Regions from separate parts of the Mus musculus genome. Here region 1 is linked to region 2. The links are chromatin contacts, called in public Hi-C maps. All regions are on one chromosome and are shown on one strand. The core of a region is the stretch at or near the end of the contact, and the rest is flanking DNA. Distances in the headings are between cores, read along the strand shown.

Region 1 (2,990 bases), core at 332-2,831, 70 kb after region 2:
GCACCCTCATAGAAGCAGGGGAGGGGATAGGGAGTTTGTGGATAGGAAACTGGGAAGGGAAATAACATTTGAAATGTAAATCAATAAAATAAACAATAAAAAACAATTGGTGAAGAAATTTTAGTAATACAGACACTCATTTACTCTGATATAGGTGTGAAATAAATGATGTGGATTTTGCTTTAAAGTTCACATCAGCCCATGAAAGGAGCATACACTTACTTGCTAGCTTCCATAAGTCTGTAATCACCTATAAGCATTTATTGTCACCCATGATTTCTTATGGTACTCTAGAGGCAACCATGTTCCCTGGAAACTGGTATATCAGAATTTTTTGAAATATTTAAACCTCATACTCATCAATTTAGAAATAATTCCAAAATAGAGAATAAAAGTTATTTGCCTACACTGGATAGTGATAAAGATGATGATCATGATTATGAAGAAGAACAAGATAACAGTGGTGGTAGTATTTAATATTTAAACCTTACTATCCTGCTTTGGACCAAATATATCATAATTCATTAAATTTCCACATGGCCACATAAGATGTATGGCCTATTGCTATAAAAATTTTATAAAAAGAAAAATATTGATACAAAAAGGAAATTAAGTAAAATTTCCAGTACACTACTTATTTGTACAAACAACTACTAGTGATCTGAGCTGTAATTAAGATCCTTGGCAGTCTGTCTGAGCCTAGCAGGTGGCCTGAGGGAACACCTTAGTTAGTGCTAGTGCTTAGTTAAACCAGAACTCAAAAAGAAGTTCTTAACTACATGACTATTGTTTTTCCTCTCCTGTGTTTTGGCCAAATCAGAAGTTTCCTTGTACTACCAAAGAAATGTGGTGACTACTTTTAAAGGTTTATGTGCAAAGATAATGGTGTTTTTCTAGAGATAAGTGTGTTGATGCAGGCTGCAGCCAGCAAAATCTGCTTAACACACAGAATCCTTAGAACCACACAACTTCATTAAGGGAAAAGCATTAAATCAAGGGGATGAGTCTGTTGGGGGAAGAGTTTAAAGTTGACTTTTAGTCAGAATGACCACTTGACATACACAAAAACATGTCATTTGTCATTGAAGAAGAAAGCCAGAGCTAGAACAACTCTTTTGTGAGTTGGTTTCTGTATGTCTCATCTCAAGATCTCTTAAGCGGCTGTTTCCAAAGACACCCACACTTCAGTTTCCCAGCTTAACCACATTCAAACAAGAACACAGGTCTCGCTTGCGGCAGCTGTGAGGTGTTGTACCATGTGTCTAACAGGCATGGCTTATCTGCCTTCTATGTATGCAGCAGGGTTTAGGTTTGCATTTTTTTTAATGTAATGAGACATTACCTGAAAGACTCCTAGGAGTTACAAATCTAAAAATAAAAAGAAAGAAACACACACACACACACACACACACACACACACACACACACACGCGCGCGCACACACACAGTGATCTACAGGAAGCAAGGCAAAAATGGAAAAAGAAAGAAGAAAGGAGGAGCAACTGTTTTATGTCTTGGGCTGTTGGGTGGGGGTGGTGCTTGACTGTTCCACAAGTGCAAAATGAAAGCGCTTGCTTTTATGCTCTGGCTTTGGGTCTCTGGGGACCCACAGGGGAAGGTGGTAGATATTGTGTGGGAGTCTGTGAATACACTGAAGAAGTCTAAAAAAAAATCAATGAAAACTTAAGTCATGAGACTTCCTCTCCTCTCCTCTCCTCTCCTCTCCTCTCCTCTCCTCTCCTCTCCTCTCCTCTCCTCTCCTCTCCTCTCCTCTCCTCTCCTCTCTTCTCTTCTCTTCTCTTCTCTTCTCTTCTCATCGACCTCCTTTTTCACTCTCTAAAGTATTTGTACATACCCAGAATAGAAAATATAATGGGTTACGCACACCTCCCTGAATAAACAAATGCACAAGTGTGGAAGGATTTCTTTAAATTCAATGTAATCAAATAAAAATTATCCCAGACACAGGTGAAACCTGATTTCATGATGAAAAATTCTGTGTGTGAAAGGCGTACAATCATCAAACTTATGAGTTGGGGGGGGGAGGGTCTATCATTACATTTTACAGATAAAAAAAATAGAGGCATAAACATTGTACAACTTGACAGAAGTCACAACTGGGAAAAAAATGAAAATCAATTTTTGACCCCAGACAATCTACCAAGGTTGGGGCTTTTAGCCACTACAATTAATAATGACTCTGAGTATGAGTACAGGAGGAAAAAGTTGAGTACTAATCTATCTTGAGGTTTTGTTTTCCTCTACTACATCTGGTGGAACCTTTTGTTGTTTTGGTTTTTTGTTTGTTTGATTGTTTGGGTTTTTGATACTGTCTTTTGTCTGTGGATAGGTAAGTTGGATGTAAGATATTGGAGATCTTTTATATTTAAAGTTAGTGTAAATAGGCGTGTTTAAAAGCCATCATTATTTACTGACGCAATGAAAACTTTATAACAAACTATTCAGCAGCAGACTATTCCTTTGGCTTTAGTCATTAACTGTTAAAACAATGCATGGTCTGGAGCATACATTGGAATGTACTTCTTCAAAAAGAGAAAAGTGATGTTCAGAATCTTTTTTGGATAGCACTACTTCAACCACGTTTTCCTGGTTTCGTCTTAGTTATTATGCCCTGCCACAGAGAAACAATCCTGTATCCTACAAAGGGCTAAAACCAAGTTTTGACTGCTAGTGTACAGTTTGCTGTTGCCAGAATAAAGTATATTTTTACTTTTATAATCTTACACTTGCATATTGTATTGACATCATTTCCACTTTTTCAGGTTTCCTTTCCAATTTCTATAATTTCTTGTTTATTTCTTAGTATGTTTTGCCCAGTGAATTTTTCCTCAGCTGGTGGAGCCTCTACAAATTGTCATGTCCCTTCTTAAAGGTAACTCTGGACAAGAAAAATCTTATCACTTTTCATCAATTTTTTTCTTCAAAAATTACACTCAAGGAAATTGGAAATGTGTGAACTAAGCATGTTT
Region 2 (3,213 bases), core at 530-3,029:
TCCACTCCAAAGCAACAAGAATTAGGAATTTTTACAAAACTTGGCGTTTGCCCTAAATTTGTGGTGATCCTCCTGCCCTAGCCTGCCAAGATCTGAGATTGTAGGCATGTACCACCACACTCTGGCATTCTTAATAAACCTACCTAAGTCCTTCTCCTACTGGAAGACTTGACCAGCTTTTTTACTGAAATCCTATCCCTTACAGTAGCTCTTCTGGATGCTTAGATTCCTCCTATATCTTACAGAACTAGATTTGACATTCTTAGATACTTATCACATTCATGTTGTCTTGTATTTGAGAAAATTTCAAAATACCTTACCTGTCTGATGAGACTGCAGAAAGCTGCTGGAGCTGGCAGCCTTTCCTTCCCCATCATCTTACCTCCCATCCTTTGCTCACCATTTTGTTCTCCCCACCTCTTTTTGATCTACTGTGTTTACACATAGCAAGGATTCAGTATGTCTAGAATAGAATGAAGTAAGCCTATGGGAGGGCTGAGATCATTGCTGTGGAAAATCCACTTTAAATAAACAAGAAAAGTATCCCTTATGGCATCCCAGATCCCAGAATACAAAGTAAAAAGCTAAAGTAGGGGTAACATATTTCATTCTTCTGTACCCATATCTTGGTTAATGCATATTTTGATTACTCCTATATATATATATATATACTGAAATTCTATCCCTATATATATATTTGACACTAGAGATCATTGGCATTGTAACAAGTCTTGAGCAGATCAGTTTTCCCATTGGTCTGTCTCTAGGTTTATAATATATCCCACTCCTGCTACAAATTTCTTTCTAGTTTGAATTAATATATTCACCAAAGTTTCTTAATAAGACTATTTTTCTATTTTTGAGCATTAAAAATTTAAAATCAAGATCTCAGAAATGTTTACTTCCAGAAGACCAACTAATCTCTCAAGCTCAGTATAAGAGTCCTTTGAGGCAGAAGGCCTTCACACACTCCCTAAACTACACCATACAGGTTATGTTCAAGCCTGAGACTGAACTTGCACTAGCCTTCATCTCTCTTATGGCTTAAGTGGAAACTTTGTTTGCTCTGATATGGAATGACTAGTCAGGGTTTGCAGATTTCCTCCTCCTCATCTTCCCATGTTGGTGTGGAAAGTGTTTGATGCTTCATGAAGTGTGGCGCTGGGCTTAGATACTGGGCTTACATTCCTTGGAACATCATCCTCAAGAACCTGAGGAACTGTCTATATTTTACATAAAACTGGCCCCATTTGACTGGAAATTCTCTAACCACTAGGAGGAAATGGAGGCCTATCTACACTTTCTGATCACAGGGACACTGAGGAAAACAAAGAATGGTGAACAGGAAGTTAAAAGGTGATTATAATTCAAAATATCTCTTAAGAAGTAGAGTATTTATTTCAGTGTCAATGTCACAGGCTTGTATATTTAGGAATGTTCTAGGCAGAGATCATTCTCTCCCTGACATTTACTATTAGAATCTACCGTATACTTAGAGAAATGTCCATTTAAATACTGAAACAAAAGTGCAGAGCTGGGGAAAGGCATCATACTGAAGGTTGTGTTGGTCTGGTATCTATAAAAGGGACCAGAAGGCACCTAGCTTCTTCTGCAAATGACTCAGTTAACAGTCTCAGTGTTATCTCAGACTCAAAGCTCAGTGCAACCACAAAACTAGAAGACAATTCTGTGTGACCCTATAATTAGAAAGGAGTGTTTCTTCTGCTAAATATGAAGCTTTGCAGGCACTATGTTCAGCCTGTTGAATAGCCTTGTATCATTAATGAGAAAGGAGAGAGAGAGAGAGAGAGAGAGAGAGAGGGAGAGAGAGAGAGAGAGAGAGAGAGAGAGAGAGAGAGAGAGAGAGAGAGAGAGAGAGAGGAGGGAGGAAAGGGGAAGGGAGGGAGAGAGAGATCTGCTCACCCACTTGAAAACGGAAATCTTCAATGTATTCAGAACAGCTTGCATATTTCACTCTGACAACTCACTACCATATTTTCCAACATGGTAGTGGTTTGGTAATCCTGAACTTTTTTAAACCTGCCTTTTCCCCTTTTCCCTTCATCATTTTTCTATTGTTACATCTCTCTCTCTTCTCTCTCTCTCTCTTCTCTCTCTCTCTCTCTCTCTCTCTCTCTCTCTCTCTCTCTCTCTCTCTCTCTCTCTCTCTCCTTCCCTCCCTTCCTCCCTCCCTCCCTTTCTTCCTCCCTCCCTCCCCCTCTTTCCCTCTTCCTCCCTCTTCTCCTTCACTGCTTTTTTGGGGGAGAGTAAATGAAGATTGGATTGGTTGTTTTCAGAAAACGGAGCTGGATCAATGCACAGATCAGTAGCATCCTCATTGGAGTGGCTGTCACATGAATTCTTTGGAGACTTCTGGAGAAAAGAGAAAGAAACTGAAACGGTAGGCTCCAAATTGTTAATGAATAATTAGCTCTGATATGCCTTTCACCCTTGATATCTAGAATTGGACAGTTGGCACCAGGTTCTAGCTAATCTGTCAGATCTAAATAGTTATGAATATAATGAATTTGGACCATCCACAAAGGTCATTTTCTTGGAATTTGCACAAGCAAAAATAATTATATGATTGTCTGCTTCAGGTGGGAAGAAGAATATAGCTTCAAACTTGGTAAAATGTAAGTTTGAAATGGAATATTTCTTTGTGTAATAATGTATTTAGCACAACTGATACCAGACAAAATAGGACTATAAATATTTGTAATTTAACCTAGCTTGCATTAAGAAAGATTACTTGCAGAAACATACGGGGATATTTTCATCTATATTTTGCTATAATATTTTGGTGATGTTTTTTCTTAAACTGTTGAAAGATAAAAAATAGTTGATTCATTGCCTCTTTCAAAATGCTTTCGAAAATGATAAGTACAGTATCTCAAGATGTTAAGCAGCATGAATTCATTCTCCTCTCTGTGTGAGTTACATATTTTTATTGTAGAAGTAAAGTATAGTTATAAGTAACTTTAGAGAGATTCTACTATCAAAAGAGCAGTCTAGAAGAAAAGATGTATTTATAAAGTGAGAGGAGGAAAATAAGAAACACAAACAGGCACAGCTTTTCTGCTTCTTTTAGATAAACTATACTTATCAGAGCAACACTAGTACAATAAAAACAACAAAAAGGGTTTAATTTATATTTCTGATCAGTATAATTGAATTAACTTGTTTTCTACAAAATGTAAGTGCGTTGCTTAT

What was found. A called contact is a pair of places that touch in the nucleus more often than the background predicts.
Region 1: a contact with region 2 is called in a Hi-C map of B cells, with 2.4 times the contacts expected there. The contact joins the enhancer-like site here to the promoter of Gpr174 in region 2. A contact is called at or near these places in 1 of 39 promoter capture datasets (the C10 cell line), 1 of 15 datasets of contacts at CTCF or cohesin (CD8 T cells), 11 of 484 Hi-C or Micro-C datasets (B cells, CD4 T cells, the HPC-5 cell line and 6 more), 2 of 115 datasets of contacts at active chromatin or transcription factors (CD8 T cells and memory CD8 T cells) and 4 of 9 other capture datasets (adipose tissue, liver, macrophages and 1 more).

The regions. Positions count from the first base shown.
Region 1 is chrX:107,324,685-107,327,674 of GRCm38.p6, forward strand. No RefSeq gene overlaps it. Among named protein-coding and RNA genes, the nearest start is that of Gpr174, 70 kb to the left of the region's middle. Within about 2 kb of position 1,582, at least 63 of the 459 cell types and tissues checked have an H3K27ac peak or open chromatin away from gene starts, as enhancers often do. A contact at or near this core is called in B cells, CD8 T cells, Th1 cells and 4 more, where this site is marked.
Region 2 is chrX:107,254,099-107,257,311 of GRCm38.p6, forward strand. Gpr174 (G protein-coupled receptor 174) reads left to right here and starts at 1,780. Exons shown (of 5, transcript NM_001358747.1): 1 at 1,780-2,018; 2 at 2,298-2,401.